Regions from separate parts of the Gossypium hirsutum genome. Here region 2 is linked to region 1. Evidence: chromatin contacts called from public Hi-C data. All regions are on one chromosome and are shown on one strand. The core of a region is the stretch at or near the end of the contact, and the rest is flanking DNA. Distances in the headings are between cores, read along the strand shown. Region 1 has its middle 9.3 kb from the start of LOC121222429. Region 2 holds the start of LOC107914376 (E3 ubiquitin-protein ligase RKP).

The links. A called contact is a pair of places that touch in the nucleus more often than the background predicts.
Region 2: a contact with region 1 is called in a Hi-C map of leaf, with 2.0 times the contacts expected there. The contact joins the promoter of LOC107914376 here to the enhancer-like site in region 1. A contact is called at or near these places in 2 of 34 Hi-C or Micro-C datasets (both in leaf).

What each region holds. Positions count from the first base shown.
Region 1 is chrD10:14,231,801-14,238,144 of Gossypium_hirsutum_v2.1, reverse strand. No RefSeq gene overlaps it. Among protein-coding and RNA genes, the nearest start is that of LOC121222429, 9.3 kb to the left of the region's middle. Within about 2 kb of position 4,939, at least 9 of the 9 cell types and tissues checked have an H3K27ac peak or open chromatin away from gene starts, as enhancers often do. A contact at or near this core is called in leaf, where this site is marked.
Region 2 is chrD10:14,570,200-14,576,907 of Gossypium_hirsutum_v2.1, reverse strand. LOC107914376 (E3 ubiquitin-protein ligase RKP) reads right to left here and starts at 5,209. Exons shown (of 11, transcript XM_016843278.2): 1 at 4,939-5,209; 2 at 2,986-4,605; 3 at 1,737-2,561; 4 at 199-359. The coding sequence starts at 4,476.

The DNA of each region.
Region 1 (6,344 bases), core at 3,690-6,189:
CGATTTTTCAACCTCTACGGTTCACCAACTCTTGACTTATTTCAGGAGGAATTATTGGGTAAATTATATCTATGTTATTAAACTGTTAGTAAGTTTACGTTTTGATCATTTAATTTTAAAAAGTTATAAAACGATCACCGAACTATTCAAAACTTGTCATTCAAGTCATTGAGCTATTAAAAATGTTATTGGGTAAATTATATCTAATGTCATTGGCTTTTTTCTCTAATATTGGACACTGACCCTTAGATCTAAGGTTTGTTCTTCTACTTGCCAGTAAGTACTGATTCACAGTACTTATTATCGAATCATCACTTGAAACTACTTAGCCAATCTTCTTTTTAGAAAAAAAAAAAAACTTAACAATCTAATTTTTTTAAGATTAAGTGACTAAAACATAAATTTAGTAATAATTTAATAACCTTAAATATAATTTACTCATAATTTCCTTCTTTAATCAGATAAGAGTTGGTAGACATTGAGTAAAAAAAAAGAATGGTAACATGTTCAAAGCCCTGTCAATTTCTCAAAGCGGTGCTAAAGTATGCCACCACGGTTAAAACTTTGACTTTTATATTATTAGAGGAGGGAATTATTGAGTAAACGGTGACCAATATCCCTAAACTATTAGTAAGTTTATAATTTTATTATTTAACTTTAAAAAGTTATAAAATAGTATTATTGAACTATTCGAAAATTTTTATTTAAGTCACTGGATTGTTAAAATTGTTGTTGCATGTCCTTATTTGTTTACATTGCTTGCACTAATTGAAGGCTCTCTGACTCTTTTTCTTTTATAGTTCAATTTTTTTTCATGAAATAACTTTTAATATCACGAATCTACAAACCAAAGTCCAAACAAGTTTCTTCTCTAACCTTCGACACTGATCGTTAAATCAGCTTAGACCTAAGGTATGTTCTTCTATTTGTTGATAAGTATTAATCAACCGTACCGGTAATTGAATTGTAGCTTGAAACTAACTTAATAATAATTTAGTGACTTTGGGTGTAATTTACCCATAATTTCCTCCTCTAAGGTAAAAACCCGCCGATGATAGTGGTTGAGTCAGAAAGAATCATTTCAATATTTTCAACGGCCAGCTAATAAACCACTATTGCTTAAGACTAATATTTTCAACGTCCAGCTAATTTAACCACTATTGCTTAAGACTTTTATTTTATAACTTCTAGATTAGAGGAGGAATTATTGGGTAAATTGCACTTAAGGTCATTAAATTATTTGTAAATTTATGTTTTGGTTACTCAATTTTAAAAATGGTCATTAAACAATTCAAAACTTTTCATTTAAGTTATTGGGCTATTAAATTTTTTGTTGTGTGGCCTTTTCTATTCACAACGCCTGCACCAATCAAAAGTTTACTTTTCCCTTCTTTTCTACAGTTCAGATATTTTTCATAAAACAATTTTAAATTTCACGAATCTACGAATCAAAGTCCCAACAACTTTCTTCACTGATCCGCGCTACTGATGGTCAGATCGACTTGGATCTAAGGTTTGTTCTTCTACTTGTCGATGGGTTCTGGTCCACCATACTGATTGTCAAATTGGCATTTGGAGCTCGCTAACCAAACTTTTGTCTTTTTTAAAATAAATACTTAAGCAGCCTAGTTTTTTAATTTAAGTGACCAAAATGTAAACTTAATAATAATTTAGTGACTTAACGTGCAGTTTACCCATAATTTCCTCTTTTAATAAGACAAGAGTTGGTAGAGGTTGAGTAAAAAAGAAGACTTGCAAAGTGTCCAAAGCCATCCTAATTTTCTTTTCTGGTTCAAATTTTCAATGCCGTGCTACATCACGCCACCAATGTTTTCAACTTCCACCGTGAACGTTTGTCTAACTAGAGGAGGAATTATAGGATAAAATACATATAAGGTTATTAAACTATTAGTAAATTTATTTTTTTATTATTTAATTTTAAAAAGTCACAAAATGATCATTGAATTAGTTGAAAGATTTCATTTAAGTCACTGGACTATTAAAATTGATGCTACATGGTCTTTTCTATTTGCATCATCTGCACCAATCAAAAGCTCTCTGTTCCCTTCTCTTCTATAATTCAATTTCTTTTTTTCTTGAAACAGCTTTGAACGTTATAAATCTGTGAATCAAAATTCAAATAGCTTTCTTCTCTAATCTCCGACATTGACTGCCAAATCAACTTAGATTTAAGGTATATTTTTCTACTTGTCAATGGTTGCTAATCCACTATACTAATCATTGAATCTAACGCTTGGAACTCACTAGTAATTTTTTTAGAAAATAAAACTTAATAGCCCAATGACTTAATTTAAAACTTTCAAATAAATTAATAATCATTTTATAACTTTTTAATATTGAATGACCAAAATATATTTAATAGTAGTTTAATGACCTTGATTGCAATTTACCCATGATTTCCTCCTCGGTTGAGTAAAACTTAAGTATTGCAAAAGTATTGCTCACAACTTTTGACTTTTCAACCTCGACAGTTTAGCAACTTTTGTCTTATTAGAGGAGGAAATTATTGGATAAACTACATCTAGAGTCTAAACTATTAGTAAGATTATAATTTTATCACTTAATTTTAAAAAGTTACAAAATGGTGTCACTGAATTATTTGAAATTTTTAATCTAAGTCACTGGGTTGTTAAAATTGTTATTGCATGTCCTTATATGTTTGCATTATCTGCACTAATTGAAGGGTCTCTGACCCCTTCTCTTTTATAGTTCAATTTTTTTCATAAAACAACTTTGAATATCATGAATCTACAAACTAAAATCTAAACAATTTTTTTCTTTAACCTTCGATATTGATTGTAAAATCGACTTGGACTTAAGATAAGTTCTACTTATCAATGAATATTAATCAACCGTACCAAACGTTGAATTGTCGCTTAAAACTAAGTTAATAATAATTTAATGACTTTGCACATAATTTCCTCCAGACAAAAGTCCGCCGTTGATAGGGGTTGAGTCAGAAAGAATAATTGCAATTTTTTCTACGTCCAGCTAATTAAACCACTATCGCTTAAGACTTTTATTTTATAACCTCTACACGGTCCTCGAACTTTTGAATTATTAGATGAGGAATTATTGGATAAATTGCACTTAAAATCATTAAATTATTTATAAATTTACGTTCTGGTTACTCAATTTTACAAATAGTCATTGAATAATTCAAAATTTTTCATTTAAATTATTGGGCTATTATAATTTTTGTTGTGTGACCTTCTTTGTTCACACGACCTACACCAATCGAAAGTTCACATTTTTCTTCTTTTCTATAGTTCAGATATTTTTCATAAAATAACTTTAAATTTCACGAATCTACAACCTAAAATTCTAACAACTTTATTCTCTGACCTCCAACATTGACCATTAAATTAAGTTAAGGTATATTGAATAACTTACTGATGATTACTGATCTATCATACTGATCGTCAAATTATCTATTGGATCACATAACCAAACTTTTAACAACCGAGCTTTTCTATATTAAGTGACCAAAAAGTAAAAAGTGACCAAAAAAGTAAATTTAGTAATAGCTTAATGACAGTTTACCCATAATTTCCCCCTCTGATAAGTCGAGAGTTGGTAGAGGTTGAGTAAAAAAGAAGAATTACAAGGCATTAAAACCCATCCCAATATCTTTTTTGGGTCAATTTTTCAATGCCGTGTAAAATTACGCCACCATTGTTAAACTTTGATTTTTCAACCTCCATGGTGGACGATTATCTTATTACAAGAGGAAATTATGGGGTAAATTCTATCGAAGGTCACTAAACTATTAGCATATTTACATTTTGGTCACTTAACATTCCAAACATTACAAAATGATCTTGGGCACTCCCTTTCAATGATTCAATCTCATGTTTCAAGAAGCAAAATCACAGACAATTTTCTAATATGATAACCAAAACAAGAAGAAGAAAAACTCTGTAATAGGACATGGAAAGATGGAAAGAAAGAACTCCATATATAAGGCTACAGAAAGGAGAAAGATGAAGAACAGACTTCCACTCACATTTTGAACAAATTGTGCACAAATGTAAATATAACATATGGGGATGACAGATATTACTGAAGTAATTTATTCATTTCAGACTGCTAAGATATGTTTCACAAACTGCTAGTCATGAAATCAGCTCCAGAAACACCATACCATACCTAACAAACATATATTGTTAAACATCCTGCTAGGACTGCTAGGCTTGAATAACTTTTCCTGTTGCGTCTGTTGGTTGTTCTGGTTCCAGAAAATACCAGCACTCCTTGCCAAATAACAGGATTTTTCTCTGAACTTGTGCTGTTGCGCCTGTAGGTTGGTCTGGTTCCAGACTAGACCAGCACTCCCTGCCTAATAACTTGATTTTTCTCTGAACTTCGATCTTATACGAAGCTTCTGCTTCAACATCCTTATAGAGTGTGATCAAATCTCCCTGGTGAACTCCTTTATTGAGGACAAATTGACGCCAACCACTGGATAAAACAGGCTTCTTGTAGGCACCGTCGTTACGAACATAGCAACGAAAAGTCCATGTGCTTCCGTTTTCATCTTTAACTTCAAAAGATTTGGAGCAATTACCATTTTCAAGCTCGAAATGCTTCAGTGAATTGTTGGGAACCGCCAATCTTTTCTCTACATCGGTGTTCGTTAGAACTTTCGTGAACAAGATCTTCATATTGGGGGCAAAAATGGTGGACAAAGAGGAGCTAACCAAAAGAAAGCTGTGCAATACTCCCAACCTGAATTTCTTTTTCTGGAAGGACGAACAGAGAAGATGAAGATGAAGATGAAGATCGCGAGCGATCGCGCGATAATTTTCACAAGGCAGTGCGATTAATGTCAAATTTCAAGGACTAGGTCCCACTGATGTTGGAAAAAATCGTCTAGCCCTTCACCATACCCCTTTTTGTGCTCCCAACTATAAGTTTTTGACACGTGTTTAAGGTTCTAGAACTCTGCTGTTAAAAGTAAAAAAAATTGTTAGGATATCTAAACGTACCAGAACTTTTTTTGGAACCTATCTGGTTCCTGAATTTAGCAAACCGTAAGTCAATTTGGTATATTTTTAGGTGCCCGATTAACACTATTTAAATACCTTGATGTGGCACTGATGAATAATAATACGATGACACGTGGTAAAAATTTAAAATAAAATATTTATAATTTTTTTGCCATGTGCCAAAATGTAAAACTATCACGTGTCACCATGTTATTGGTCGTCAATACCACATCAACACCACATTACTATATTTTAATCACATTATTTAGGTACTTAAAAAAATATCAAGTTAGCTTATGGTTTTCAAATTTAGGTACCAAATAGGCATAAATTACAAAGTTCAAGTATCTTTATATATATTAACGACTTAAACACGTGTCAAAATTTTATAGGTGATAGCACAAAAAGGGGCATAGGGAAGAGGCAGAGGATTTTTGCTCAATATAAAGAATTTCAAAGACTTCTTCAAATCGTTTACAGCTACCCCTTCTCGGAAAATTCCCATGCCCCCAAACAATTAGCTTTTTCATTTTTTTATATATAATTTACAAAAACTTTATTTTAAATATTTTTTATTATTTATAAGGTATATCATATTTATAAATAATAATTTAAATTTTCCTAAAATATTTAATTAAATAAACTTACTTAATAAAAAAATCTATCACACTTATAAATTAAAACTCTAATTATATTAAAAAGCTTTTATTAAATAAATTTATATAATAATAAATAAAAATAAATTTATTCAAGTGGATAAAATTAAAAATAAATTGATTCATTTAAATCTTGGATAAAATTGTAACTAATTTTCAAATTATATATTAACTAAAAAATATTAAATTTAATATAATATAAAAATAACATATATTATAATAATGAAAAATTAATTCAAGTGGTTAAAAGCTTTAGGTTGGCATTTAAATTTTAAGATCTAAGGTTTAAGTTCCGGCAATAATATCTCCTTCCCTAATTTGTAATGTATCAAAAATTATATAGATTTTTTAATTCATAGAATAGGAAAATTAATAAAATATAAAAATATAGATAAAAACATTCAAAAAATAAAAATAAAAAACAATTATAATAAATAAAAAGTTAACCCAAATCATTATTTTGTTTTGAACAATCATATTATACATTCTGATCATATATGATTTTCTTGACATAATACCTAGAACTACTAATAGTCCCTTTCCAACTCATAAATAGGAGGATAATATGCTTCAGCACACTCGAACCCATGCCCTCATACATTAGCAACAATACTCATACAGATCTAAAACTCAATCGGCCCATCATAATTTTTTTATTTGAAAGAAAAAATGAACACTT
Region 2 (6,708 bases), core at 3,960-6,459, 340 kb before region 1:
TCCACAAATCTAAGATTTCAACACTGTATGATAGAATATGAATACTATGTTTAATATCAAAATGAAATACAACATATCACTTGAACACCTAGGGACAAATCAAAAGAAGAAAAGGGAACTAACTAAATAACGAGAAGAAATAAGACCAATAACACAGAAATGATTCATGGGAAAGCAAACTACTCATCGTCATCTTACCATGCACAATGTCTAACACAATCAATAACTTCTTCACGATAGTTATTTCGAGTCTCCTTCAAACGCTTTAATTGCTCTTTGCAAGCTCGTTCTCTTATTTGTTTATCAGTTTCTTCCAGGAGGGATATTGACTGTGACTGATGAGACATGTAATATGACGCCTATAAAAGGAAATTAATCTCTCAGTTCTTTACATCAGTTAAAAAAGGGGAAAGGTGCTACAATTTCATAGGTAGAACAGTAGAGCATCAAACATAAAATCCCTATTTAAAGGAAACACAAATACTCAATTCCTCATTGCATAAAATCAATTTTATTTCTGTCAAAATAACTTAAGAGGAAAACCATCTAAAACAAAAGAATCCTTTCCAACACATCAGCATGCTAAGATAAAAGCATTCTGTCATCCAGGACCTTCAAGTTCACTTGAAAAGTGAATATTGCTAAGACTTCAAACTTTTCAATACTACCAGACACACAGAACATAGATTTTTAGGTTAAGAATTAACTACCTGATTGCACTGAGAAAGTTAAAGCAACTATAATGTAAAACAGTTAGCTGACAGAGCTATCATGTCTCAGGCACACAGAAACATTTAGAACAACAAATGCTAAAGTTGCATAACAGAGCCTTGAGATCCAGCTAAGACAATTTCATGTATCTGACAAAGCCCGGAGGTATTAACTGAAAATTTTGTGATGCATGATCTCCAGCCAAATATTACCAACCCAAAGAAAAACCTATTGGTGATAGCCAACACTCGGACATTTAATGACCAATGAAACTTCAGAGGCTCAGAACATCAGTATATAAAATTTAACAAGATATTATTACAACTTCTTGGCAACGATCATAAGTAAAGTTCAAGATTTATTAACGGGGAAAACAACACTAACAATGAATTAGGGGGATCTTGAGGGGCTTGATCAGAGTTAAAAAGCCTCCAGTTTTCGGTTTATCAGTTTATATCCATACAAGAACAGTGTAATAATTTTTATTTTTTTTTAACAAAAGGAAATCCCGCATTACTACTTTTTTTAATAATATCCATGTTCAAACAAATTTTCTAATTGAATTATTTTCCTACCATTACCAATTGTGGAAGTAAACAATGCTGACTCTCTTAGGGTGGGTTTGGATGGGCGATTGGGTGCGGTGCGGTACGTTTAGTTTACTTTTTGTCTCACGCTACAGTATCACTACAGTATCTAATCTCACCGCTACCGCTGTTTTTACACTAACCGCAGGTAAACGCACCGCCCATCCAAACTCACCCTTAGAGTACAAGAACCTTAGGCAGCTTACATGTACCTAATAAATGCTAGAAATTTTCCTGTTTGATACCATTTGTACCTTGAGGCTTGACACTGCATTATTTTAATATTGCCATGGAAGCTAATGCATCTCCAATGAAATCAAATCATAGCCCAAACCGTTATAATATCTGAAGTTGAAATATTAACAAACTATAAAATAATGAAAAATAAATAAGCCTGGTGCACTATTTTGAGGAACATATGATCTAATGAACTCTCACCTGCTTAAAGTTTGGTGCAAGGCCTATGTGATAAAGTAATAGCAGAGCATCCAGAAGTTCTTCCTCTCTTAGAGTTGTTGAAGCCAAATCACTATCTCTCGGTACTGTCCTCATATGCTGGACCGGACGATAACCAAACTCAGATTCTGACTGATCACTGGAGCTAGGTTTATCTGATATCTCCTCATTCAAACTTCCTGTACTACATTCTGCAGCAACCTGAGCAGATCTTTCAGGAATAGCACTGCAGTTGTGACGGGAACTTTTGGTTGTAGTTCTTATCGGATATTTTGAGCACTTTGTAAACTCCATGTCATACCATGAGCAACAGCATGGTTTTTGTTTGGTTAAATGAGTTACTCTTGTTTCTTCATCATCCATACAGCCTTCCTCCCACCGAATAACTTCAGCTTCCTGATCATGCATAGGATGTGATTTTGATAGGTGAGAGAATGATCCTCCAAGCCTAGAAAGTTCAGCTCGATGTGGATCATTCTTAAGAAACAAACCTATAGGGAAACTTTGGCAGCCACCTCTATGAAGAAAACCAATGTCATGACCACTGGAATCACAGCTCTTTAACCACCCACAAATATTCCCCACTCCAAACCCTTCTGATAGAAAATGGAGAATAACAGTGTATAAAGAAACAAGAACAGAGTTACTTAAAATCCCTGGAGGTGGCATATTGCGATCAGCTCCTCTATACTTCAATAAAAGGTTCTGCACAAATGTCCTGAACACGGAACCAGGAAACTGGGGAGGTGATAAAGCAGGAATGAACTGTATGACTAAAAGACACAGGTCCCTATGCTTTTCCTCAATCTGGAAAAAGGAGAAAAGAAAAGAAAACTATAGATTAAGAGAAAGCATTTATGGATTTATAAATGTTAGTTGAACAGTTAAAAATACAATTGAAGCTGTTGCCTAGCAGAGGACTGCTGTATTACCCTTAAGAGGCAATTCAACTCCGAAATGAAGTCTTTACACAAGCAGATATGCATTTACAATTTTGTATGGAAGGTCAGCAAATGCACTTTTCATCTGGTTAAAGCCCCAAATCATGTAATGTTATCATTAACATGATCCACCAAATGAGTGAAAACATACATCTTTGGGATCATTAAGACATAAGGTCACATGATAAACATAACTCCACATTGAACACCAACCAAGGATACTTGTTTCTTAGTAGGATAAGTATTGCACAAAGGAGAAAACCATTCAGTTTTAAGTGACAGGGACAAACCTTACTAACTGCGTCTGATAGAGCTGTAGTTGCCAATAACATGCTACTTTCAGTGGACACATCCTCACAAGAACCAGGCCACCAAACAGAAGGAATCATGCACTGAAGGTCCTGCCTGTTTGGACTCTTCCGTGAAAGAAAGCCTTCAAATAAGAAACCAAAATCTGATGACTTCCACCACAACACCATCAATTGCTCCCGTCTTAATAAATGGCATACCAATGCAAGATAAGAATATGATCCTGAATACGGGCATTCTGTCAGAACCAATGATGCTGTCTTGCAAGCACATGAAAGAGCATTTATAATGTGCTCGAACATAACATGTGACCCTTGGAATTCTAGAAAGACATCAAGTACTCTATCCAAACTCAACCAATCATGTGGTGCCCGTACTCCAAATACCCCCATAAAGAACAACAAGAGGGGGCCCCACCCAATGTACTCGGCACCTTGACAATCTGCTTCAACTACAGAGAAAAATTCTTCACATATCCCATGAGAAACTGGATAAAATAATTCTTCAAGTGATACAAACCTCTTCAGTCTCCTTAATCTTTCAACTGAAGAATGCTCAGCTCGCTCGACAGATTGCATATCCAATAACCTGGATAGGCAGTCCAGCAATTGCTTCACAAAAGAGCTAGAAGAGGGAGGTGCTTGAAGAGGATGGTAGCCATCAATAGGGTATTTAAAGGGGCGGGCACCAAAATTCAATTCACATCGTTCACCCTGAGAAAGAGAAACTGCAGGATGGTATCCAAATCCAGGTCCCATTTTCCGAATGCCAGAGAATGCCACACCAAGAGAAACACCATTCCTATAGAATGAAATCTCATCATGAGCCAAGTCTATACAGCATCCAATGACATCACCTGCCACCCAAGGCTGACCATATGGCTCTGCTTCCTTGTTCCATTTGCGAACTCTTCTGCCATCAAATGCATATGAATCATCAGCATCACCTACACCTTTATGGTCAGTGAATGGACAGGAAATAGTAGCCCATCCGAGTTGTTGTATACCAGAAGTCTCCAAAATTACTTCATACATCCATTTCCCTTTCCAAACATAGGCATTAGCCCTGGCACTACTGAACACCGCTAAGCTCTCTAAAAGCAACGGTGGCTTAACAATTCTAATTTCACCACAAATACTGAATTTTTCAAGACCGATGACACCAGGTCCAGAGCCATTATCTGAAATACAAACCCCATCCCTGTTACTAACCAGAGAATCAGAATCTGAATACAAGTAGTTCTTTATGATTGAACGAACTAGACTGCTGTCGACAGGACCGCTCAATGGACCAATTGATTTATTGGGAAGACCAAATACATATTCAAGAGCTCGCTCCACAGACTGCTGACCAAATTCATCAGAATATGATACAAGGCGCGGTTTCGATGGATTTTCCTTCCCATCCCCACTATTCAATATAACAGCCAAACCAGAAGAAAGCCCACCAATCCGGAGGCTATCTTCTGCCATTCCCAATAACAAGAAACTTATACGCCAAATTTAGCTCAACATCCGAAACCCTTGCCCAGCCTATATTCGATTATATTCTTTAAACGCGCATAAATTTCATGAGCCTTGTCACAATTTCCCACCCCGAGACTGCAAAATTTGTAACTCAATTTCAATCAAATGCATATATAACCCCAAAAAAACTATCAGAGAATGATATCTTCTATTGAAGAAATTAACAAGAAGAACACAAATGAAACCGAAACTAGATTAAGCTCACACAATCCTAAAGAAAACATATATTCCAATTCCTAAAATAATGAAACCGAAACTAGATTAAGCTCACACAATCCTAAAAAAAAAAAAACAGATATTCCCAATTCCTAAAATTCTCTTTTCCCTTCTGTCTTTTCTCTCGAAATTGAACAAAATAGCATCCCCACAAATTGAAATTCGAAAAAATTGAAAAGCATAGGAACTTACATGCGCGCGTATTAAGTTTCAATCACCACTAGAAATTGCAAAGGCGGCTGTCACAAGCTAGGGTTTTTCATGCCATTTAGAGATTGTAAAAGAAAAAAAGAAAAAAAAAGGAAGAAATATAATATAATTTGAATTTTTAGAGAGAGATAAAAGAGTGAAAATCAAACAGCGTTTATGTTTTTCCTTTTTTTTTATTTTTTTTATTTTGCATTTTCCAATGAAAGAGAAGGAAGAAGAAACGGAAAGTGTGGACTTTTCATTTCCTTGGCCGTGAGAATTTTAGTTTTATAAATATTATTTATTTATATTATTATTTATTGCCCAAAGAGTTCGGAGAAAAGTGAAACGGGTCGAACCAGGGGGCTGCACCCATGAAAGATGAGTCGAGGCTGCCCATGGTTCGCGTGGCCGACACGTTGCATTATTATTAGCGGTTCCTGACGTGGCCGCCTATGCTATCCTGCGCCCCCCTCTTTGAGTTGCTTCCTGTTTTATGTAATTCGGTCAACGGATTGGAGATAAACTTGCCTACACTTACTCACACACACTGCCACATTCACTATTTTTCTTCTCGATAATTTTTGTTTTCATTTATAATTTAGAATATTTAAGATATCAAATTTTATTATTACCTATATCTATAATTCTGTTTTTACCCCTTCAGTAATTATTTATATAATTAATCTTTTAATCATTTAATTATTTAATTTATCAATATAATTATACTTGTCATATATATAAATTTTGTAATCAATCTGATATCTTTATTATATTGATCTAAAATATTCTATACATTAATATATCGTTAACGGATGATTTTTTTACATAAAACAAACCATTAGGAATTTTAAAGTTACATCAAATTCAATATGCATGTTCTACATGAACAAACCATAAAATATAACATTTGGATCGTTAAAATATTAATCATATAAATAGTTATAGAAGTGTGTAAAATTATTTTAATTTTTACACTGCATAAGTGGATTTATTTCCCATAATATATATAAGTACAAATCTAGAGAAACTTTTGAAGAATACTATTTTTTTTCATCGTATTACTAAATTAATTTTAAAAATAATTATAATTTAGATTTAGATTTTAGTTTAAAAATTGTTCTAATTTAAAAATTAATAATATTTGGTAGACTGCCATAGAGTTTCTAAGCTTAAAAGATTGACAAGTGTCGTATAAGAGTATAATAAATTATTAAAAAAATAAATAGTTTAAAAAAAAGAGACACATTGACAAATTTTTAAGACGCTTGTGAAATTAAAAAAAAAGGTATATTGCTAGTAGGGATGGCAACAAGGTAAGGCAAGGCAAATTTTAGTCTGACTCAATCCTAACCCAAAACTTGATTAATATGCCCCAGCACTAACTTGACCCCACTCTTAAGAAAAAAATTTACCTTGAACTTGAATCTAAAATTTAATAGAAGACTCGATTTCACCTCACCTCAACGTGAATTTAATTTAATTGTTCTATTTGTTATTTTGTAGCAAATAGGATTGCATTTAAAAAAAATTTGAAACAAATAAGATTGATTTTTTTTAGTATAGACTTAAAACTTAATATATCAATTTTTTTTATATATTTATTGAAAGAAAAACTCAATATATGTATACATATTAGGAGTATTTTTATAAATATCCGAGACGAACAAGACGGATTTATCTCAAATTTAACTTCGACCAGACTATTTTTCTAATTTTACATGACTTAACTCATCCCAAATCTGAATTTTCAAAAAAATCGAACCATAATGA